Regions from separate parts of the Mus musculus genome. Here region 1 is linked to region 2. The links are chromatin contacts, called in public promoter capture Hi-C maps. All regions are on one chromosome and are shown on one strand. Each heading gives the region's core, a stretch centred on a gene start, on an enhancer-like site or on the middle of the called end of the contact. The rest is flanking DNA. Distances are from core to core; before and after follow the strand shown.

Region 1 (4,110 bases), core at 614-3,113, 1.5 Mb before region 2:
ATAGACCTGCCCCCTGCGAGTTTGTGTACAGCTGGTTTATGCTGTGGGGTGATGGCAAGATACTTCTGAGAGTTGCCTGCAGGTATAGCATAACTTCCACTCTCCACTTCTTAAAAAAAAAAAAAACCACCCATTTTAGATCATTTTGTGATAAGCACGGGTTAACCAGCTTCCCAATTTCCTTCCATTTAGGACTGCAAAACCCAGTCACTTACTGGTCATTTAAATAACATTCCTTTGATTACCTGACTCCATTTCCAGGTGACCGCTCAGCTTTGTGACTTTGAGCCTTAAACCCGAGGTTTTCTTGGGGGAAGCCCGGGGGTTGGGGGTGTGCGTGTGGTCTGATAGGAATCTTAAACCTATTTCTCTGGGGAAATGAAGAATGCACCCCTGGAGCACACTAGGCTGGATGCTTGTGGTTTTAAAAGTCAATCTTTAGTGAAAGTGAAACTAACAGGAACCAAGTTGCCCTCCCTTGAAAACCCTGAATCGCTGAGCTCTCCCGGAACCAGTCCACATTAACGCAACACACAGGTCCATCAGATCCATGCCAAAAACTCACTCAGGAAGTTTTCCGATAAATTTAAGGATGCCGTGGGGGGGGGGGGGGATCATTTTGGTTTTTAAAGTTGTATTCATGTGCTCTGCCCTCACTGTCTCCCCAATTTTGTCTACCTTTCATTGGCTCCCTAAGCCCTTCTACTGTGGCTAGCATGGTTTTTTAGGGACAGTAATTTATTTCTTTTAATCCGTACACAACGGCCAAATGGATCACTTGGCTCAGTCAAATCCCATCGTTTAAGCCTTTAAACAAGAATGGATTTGTAATCGAAAAGCCCACCAGCTTCAAGCTCTCTCCCTCATTTTCACATGGCCTTGTTCAGCTTGTGCCTTCCGAGAATGCTAGCTCAGTCTACTGGAGCCCTGGTGGCTGTAGGGCCTCTAGGGGACAAGTCCTTCTGCGTAGCCACCCCTACCGAATTAATCCTAGTCCTGAAGCCGCCAGCGCGACTCTGGATTTTTTTTGTTTTTGTTTTTTTTGTTTATTTTTTTTAAAGGCTAATGCCCTTATCTGTGCATTCCAACCGGAAGCCTTCTTTCCTGCCCCTTTGCTTCTAGAGCTGGGCCCGGTGCCTCGGGCCGCCGTCTCCGAGTTAGGAAAAGGGCTCGAACTTTCCCAGGGAACCGGGGGGCGTCCCCGCGGCGCCTCCGCACCCCCTCCCCCCGCAAAGCCCCGGTGGTGCCCGAGGGAACGCGCCGCGGCCCTCGCTCCTGTCCTCCTCCTCCTCCTCCAAACCCGGGCGGGGACCCCAGCAAGCACCCGGTGCACAGCGCCCGCCAGGCCCCTCGCCCCAGCCCCTAAAGCCAGGCTCCGAGATCGGGGTGGGGTGCCACCTGCGGGCCACCGCCCGCGGGCTCCGGCGCGCGGCACCCCGGCACCCTGGGCGGCTCCCTACCGGGCTGGGCGGCTCCCCCGCGGGCGCGGGGCGAGGGGCGCGGGGCCTGGGGGTGCAGAGTCGCAGGCCTCGCTGCGGTCCCACCCGGCCGAGAGGCGGCGCGGAGCCCGCACGGGGCCGCCTCTGCGATTGGCTGCGCCCCCCCTCCCCTGCTCCGCCCGCCGCGGCGCCCGAGGAGCGAGGACGCGGGGACCCGCCTCCCGCCCGCTCCCGACCCCGGGCGCACGGGATAAAAGGCGGGCGGCGGGCGCGGGAGCCCGGGCCCTGCAGCCTGCGAGCGCCACCGGCGGGCCGGCTTCCCCCGCCGCCCACCCCGCTCCCGGCGCGGCCGAGCTCCGGCGGTACCTGCAGCCGAGCGAGAGAGCCGGGGAGCCCGCGCCGCTGCCTCGAAACTCGCCAAAGTTGAGAGGCTGCCGCCCACCGGGAGCTGGAGGGAAGGTGCGAGCGCGCGGGGCGCAAACCGGCAGGCGGACGCGCGGACCTTCCGAGCGCACCGCCGTCGGCGGCCTCTCCGAGCCGCTGCGGCTTCCCAGCGCTGTGAGTGGTCGGCTAGACCGACGGCTGGCTAAGTATTTCCGTTCAATTGTTTATGGGATGCGATTGTGTGTTTTTGTGTGTGTCGGTGGAGGGAGTTAAGGCAGAATGCATCCTTTAGAAACAAAAACACACAAAAAAGCCTGAGTTTCTCATGCTGAGACTGTCGCATTGAGAGAAGGTACCTGGAAATCTCACTGAGTTGGAGTAATCTAGGAAAAATGCATATAACAGGTTCTTTATTAAAAAGCCACCCCTGTTGGAGATGGAACCCATTTCAAAAGTTAATTGGAATGAAAGCAATTACGGAATAACTCTAACGGGTTAACTAGTGGCAGTTAACTTGTACTTTTCTCCCGTTTTAAATGTTGTTACCAGATTGGTGGGAGACTGAGCTGATGAGAAGCGACTGGCAAGAGACTCAGAGGCGACCATAATGTCGTTAAGGTTCCACACACTGCCCACCCTGCCTAGAGCTGTCAAACCGGGTTGCAGAGAGCTGCTGTGTCTGTTGGTGATCGCAGTGATGGTGAGCCCCAGCGCCTCAGGAATGTGCCCCACTGCTTGCATCTGTGCCACCGACATTGTCAGCTGCACCAACAAAAACCTATCTAAGGTGCCCGGGAACCTTTTCAGACTGATTAAAAGACTGGATCTGAGCTATAACAGAATCGGACTGTTGGATGCCGACTGGATCCCGGTGTCGTTTGTCAAGCTGAGCACCTTAATTCTTCGCCACAACAACATCACCAGCATCTCCACGGGCAGTTTCTCCACAACCCCAAATTTAAAGTGTCTGGACTTATCATCCAATAGGCTGAAGTCGGTAAAGAGTGCCACATTCCAAGAGCTGAAGGCTCTGGAAGTACTGCTGCTGTACAACAACCACATTTCCTATCTGGACCCCGCAGCGTTCGGGGGGCTTTCCCACTTGCAGAAACTCTATCTGAGTGGGAACTTTCTCACACAGTTCCCTATGGATTTGTATACTGGGAGGTTCAAGCTGGCTGATCTGACATTTTTAGATGTTTCCTATAATCGAATCCCTTCCATACCGATGCACCATATAAACTTAGTGCCGGGGAGACAGCTGAGAGGCATCTACCTTCACGGGAACCCATTTGTATGTGACTGTTCTCTGTACTCGTTGCTGATCTTTTGGTACCGTAGGCACTTTAGCTCCGTGATGGATTTTAAGAATGACTATACCTGTCGCCTGTGGTCTGACTCCAGGCACTCCCACCAGCTGCAGCTGCTCCAGGAGAGCTTTCTGAACTGTTCTTACAGCGTTATCAACGGCTCCTTCCACGCACTTGGCTTTATCCACGAGGCTCAGGTTGGGGAGAGGGCGATCGTCCACTGTGACAGCAAGACTGGCAATGGAAATACTGATTTCATCTGGGTCGGTCCCGATAACAGGCTGCTGGAGCCAGATAAAGACATGGGGAACTTTCGTGTGTTTTACAACGGAAGTCTGGTCATAGAGAACCCTGGCTTTGAGGACGCCGGGGTATATTCTTGTATCGCAATGAACAGGCAGCGGCTGTTAAACGAGACGGTGGATATCATGATCAACGTGAGCAATTTCACCATAAACAGATCCCACGCCCACGAGGCGTTTAACACGGCCTTTACCACCCTGGCTGCCTGCGTGGCCAGTATAGTTCTAGTGCTACTGTATCTGTACCTGACGCCGTGCCCATGCAAATGCAAAGCCAAGAGACAGAAAAACACGCTGAGCCAAAGCAGTGCCCACTCGTCCATTCTCAGTCCTGGCCCCACTGGCGATGCCTCTGCTGACGATCGGAAGGCAGGTAAAAGAGTCGTGTTTCTGGAGCCCCTGAAGGACACGGCGGCCGGACAGAATGGCAAAGTCAAGCTTTTCCCCAGTGAGACCGTTATAGCCGAGGGCATCTTAAAGTCCACCAGGGCAAAGTCTGACTCAGACTCAGTCAATTCCGTGTTCTCAGACACACCCTTTGTGGCATCCACTTAGCTGGGTGCCTGTGTTCGTCTGGTGTCGTGATTTAAAGTCTCCCTGCTTTAACTTTGGTCCGAAGAATTAATAGCAGGACGGGGTGAAAACCCTATTTTGTCTTTTGAGATGAAACCAAAT
Region 2 (4,148 bases), core at 455-2,954:
AATTTTAAAGCTAAGCAAAATTTAACAGAAATTAACATGGGCGCTGATTATGCTTTAAACAACTATACAACGCTCCCTCTAGTGAGGAGTCCCGAAGAGAGAGACTAACCAAGAGCTTTAACACTACAAGATTGGAGGCAGAGGTTTCAATTGCAGTCCTCCATTTCACCAGCGCCTCCTCTCCCACTGTTGGATTTAGAATTAGTTCATAATAGTCTATCAACCTACTTCAGTAAACCTTCAAGAAGGCTTATAATTCTGTAGTAACATAAACGTTCATAGGTTTGGTAAAACGTCTGGGACAAAAACATAACTATGATCCACATGAAATTCATAATTCAATAAAGGACAACCAAAAATTGCCAGGACCTGCTTAAACGTTGCCTGTCCAAACAGGCTGTCTGCTATCTAAAGTATGAATCTAAATACTGGAGGCTACAGTAAGAAGAGGCAGAGGTAGTTAACTACATCGGCTGTTTTACTTCGTGGAACAAGCATGAATTACATGGGTCAGTAAAAGCAAAGCCAGCCTACTGGCAGGGTCTGAAGACAACCTATGATGCCTATCATGTAACAGAGGCTAGACCAAATTAGATTTTCTTTCTAAATTGAAATCTGAGGGCAGCAAGGGCTTACACTCAGAGCCTCTTGCTTATGTCAATTTCTATTCCGGCTGGATCTCACTTGAGTGCCTCACTATGACAGACAAGAATATTTCCCTAAGAAACTAACTGTGCTAATACGAGTGTAACTTTTTAACGCTGCTCCCGTGGGTGGTATTTTATGTAAACGGTCACTTAACTGTTCAGTCTCATGAGACAAGAGCATCCTACATCCTTTACCCAATCAGCCGCCAGGTGCAGAGCCTTAACTTGCTCAACTCTGGGAAATCAGAAACTTCTACTTGACAGTGTGAGGCTCCAGGAAGGCTAACCTGGGCACACTTTTCTCCTCTCCTTAAAAAGGAATACTATTTGCTCTCTCCACAAAGAGGAGTGCCTGATAAACCGCTGTCACAATGAAAGGCCAAGGCTAAATCGCGGCGTGGAATTCCCAAGTTCGTCTAGACCTGGGAGTTACCAAATTCCTTTGATTGGTCTGTGAGCAAAACCTGAAAGGAAGGAAAAGCCACACCCAACTCCTAAATTTACTTTGTAAAGTGTTTGGAGGCCTTGAGAGGGAACATTTTGACATCCAGGAGGCCTGATGGAAACGTGCCACGGTCCTCCGCCCGGCGTCGCCCCGCGTCCCTGCCCCGCGCCCGCGGCTCCAGCCCTTTTGTTTGTGTCTCTGCGGGCTGGTGCAGCGGCGCAGCCTGTGGCCTCGGAGAATCCGGCTCAGGTGTGTCGTGAACCCGGGAGCAGGGGCCCCCAAAACACCGCCCGGAGCGGACGCAGGAAAAAGACCCGAAGTTGCTTGGGAGGTTCGGCTTCCGCGCAGAGGCGTCCGCCCCGGATCCCCCTTGCCCTGGCCCCGGTTCCGGCACTCACCAATGTCTCCATCCTCATCGTCGTCCTCCTCCAGCTCCATGTTCAGCAGGACCTTCCTAGTCATCATCTGCATGTCTCCCGGAGACCGTCACTCGGCTGCTCTCGGCTCCGCTCGGCTCCGCTCGGCTCGGGCCGCAAGCTCCGCTCTGCCCTCTCGGCACTGCCCCGCTGCGCTCCGCCCGCGCTCTGCTTCAGCAGGCGCTGCTCAGCCTGCGACTGAGCATGCCCAGAGGGACGCCGCCGCTCCCGCCCCAGATCAAACCGCCCCGGCTGCGAGGAGCCTGGGAGGAAGTCGGGCTGGGGGGGTTGGGGGAAGGGGAGTGGCAGAAGCCGGGCGAGCCGCGCCGCGCCTGCGGGGAGCGCTGCAGCCGCAGAGGCAGGCCGGCTTCTATGAGCTCACGAGGGTCTTTAATCTGCAGAATGACGAGACGTTGCAAGGTGCCCGCTTAGTGTGGGGGAGGAAAACGACACACGTGCGCACGGAGAGCCCCTGTGCCCCCGCCCGAAGGAGCACATGCGGGGAGTGGTCGCGGGGTGCCCTCCAAGCCCCGGAACTAGGCCGAACAAAACACGCCATAGCTACGTGTAAACTCTTTAATAAGACAATATGGGAAACTGTAGTACCAGGAAGGACAAAGAAACGAAAGGGGGAAATGACGGTAGAGAGTGAAGGAATGCCGCCCTGACAACCCAAGGACTGGGGCGCAGATGCGGCGGGAGTACCAAGTCCTTGGGTCTGCACAGCTGCTCTCAAGGACGCTGGTGAATGGTGGCTTCCCTGCAGTGCCCGGGTTGTCGCTCACTCCCTGGAGAAGCACTTGCCTCCTGAGCCCGTTCCTAGTCAATGTTCAATGACAAGACACTACTACATCCACTGTGTGTTTTATTCTTTTATATTCTTACCCTTTTCCTCTTTCGCCTCTCAGATGCTAGGAGTCCAGCCCAGCACCCCTGGCGTGCTAAGGGAGTACTCTCCACTTATCTATAGTCCCAACCTCATAGTTAATGTTCTCACTTGAAGGGAAAAAACATTGCGATCAATAATAACGCAGGAATTTAATCACGAATATGCACTAAAGGACAGTACAAATTAGAGAAAACGTCCAGGAGACGCTCTCCTTGCTCCTTAAGCTCCGGTTTTTACCAAAGAAGACTACTTGTAACATGAAAAGTAAGTGCAGAACTCTGGAGATCTTGAGAAGATGAGGAGACTATGAGAGGGAGAGAGAGGAAGAGAGGCCGGGACCAGTAATGCTAGCAATGACCCCTATGGCCTGAAATGCCATCTGCGACCTGTAATACCAGTTATGACCTATAATGCCAGCCCTCCAGAGGCCGAAGCAGGGGGACTCTGAAGCAAAACTCGGCTTCAGGACAGACTGGGAACTGAGAAGGGAAGGGAAGGCTTTAGTGAACTCTCGGTTCCAGAGGTGTGTGGGTTGCAGGAGGAAGTTTCCATCTTCATTTAGCCATGGCGATTTTCGTGCGCTGAGTCCGCTGAGTCCGGTACTAAAAGTTTTTACAGTGGTCGCTTCATCTCTGCCTAGGAGTTACTGCCACTGTTTCACCTGACCGCCCGATAGGTGAGCATCTTGTCTGCAACCACAGATAGCCAGTGTTGGGGTGGCCCTTTTACTATATGCACCTCAGAAAGTGCCTCCAGAGGCCTTTCCACCCACTTCTTCCAACCCACCCGGTCTCATCACTGACCTGCTAGGTTCTCTCAGCAGATGTAGAAGTTCTGGATCTTCCGACCTAAAGCTACTTTATAGCTCGAAAATTCTTGGGCTTGATTCTGACCTAAGTCTCAGTGAGTCACTTGGAAATTGTAAGAGATTTTATAGATGCCTTTTGCTTCTTGCTTGATAAGTGTTACAGAGCCATTGTGGTCTTTTGTGTAGACATGACTGTTGCCACAAGGAAATTGAATTACTTAGGCCAGCTGTGCATCTATTGTTAGTACACCCCATTTGGTACATTAATGCATTTCCTACAGTTTTTTTTCTCATGCATTATTTTTTTTCAATCGATCAATATATGCTGCAAAAATAATCTAAGTTATAGTCCTATATAGGAGCCATACTCTTAATCCTAAGGGGGGGGGGAATGTCTGTGTAATGCATAGTTTGTGAGATAAAATGCTTGCGGCATTATGTGGCCAGTATTTGTGTTTGCAAGGCTTTTCAAAGTCAGGGTCACAAACCAAATACTTTCCTACTCATTTGTTTTCAGCCAGGATGCTCTCTCTGCCCAGCCTTCGGATGCTGGTACTCCACTGGCTTCAGTGTTCAGCCCTCTTCTCCTTCTATATAGAACTGGTGCTGTTCTACAATTTTAACTACTATCTATCCCAACCAAGAAAGAAAAGTTCTATGGGCATCCAAACAGTGTACTCACACAGGCCCCTATATTCCAAAGCTCCTGAAAAATTTAAAACCCTACAATTGCCATTTTATATTTATTTCTTTATTTCTTCCTTCCTTCCTTTTTTTGGGGTGGGGAGGTGTTGAGACAGGGTTTCTCTGTATAGCCCTAGCTGTCCTGGAACTTGCTCTGTAGACCAGGCTGGTCTCGAACCCAAAGGTCTGTCTGCCTCTGCCTCCCAAACTCTGAAATTAAAGGTGTGCACCACCACCACCCAAAAGGCAACCTTGACTT

The links. Promoter capture Hi-C pulls out the DNA fragments that hold promoters and counts their contacts.
Region 1: a contact with region 2 is called in a promoter capture Hi-C map of liver, with 2.2 times the contacts expected there. The contact joins the promoter of Pced1b here to the promoter of Ano6 in region 2.

What each region holds. Positions count from the first base shown.
Region 1 is chr15:97,244,860-97,248,969 of GRCm38.p6, reverse strand. Pced1b (PC-esterase domain containing 1B) reads right to left here and starts at 1,863. Exons shown (of 6, transcript NM_172293.4): 1 at 1,806-1,863. Amigo2 (adhesion molecule with Ig like domain 2) reads left to right here and starts at 1,683. Exons shown (of 2, transcript NM_001164602.1): 1 at 1,683-1,997; 2 at 2,373-4,110. The coding sequence starts at 2,431. The coding sequence ends at 3,990.
Region 2 is chr15:95,788,399-95,792,546 of GRCm38.p6, reverse strand. Ano6 (anoctamin 6) reads right to left here and starts at 1,704. Exons shown (of 20, transcript NM_175344.4): 1 at 1,491-1,704. The coding sequence starts at 1,563. All of the region lies in intron 1 of A130051J06Rik (a long non-coding RNA gene), which reads left to right.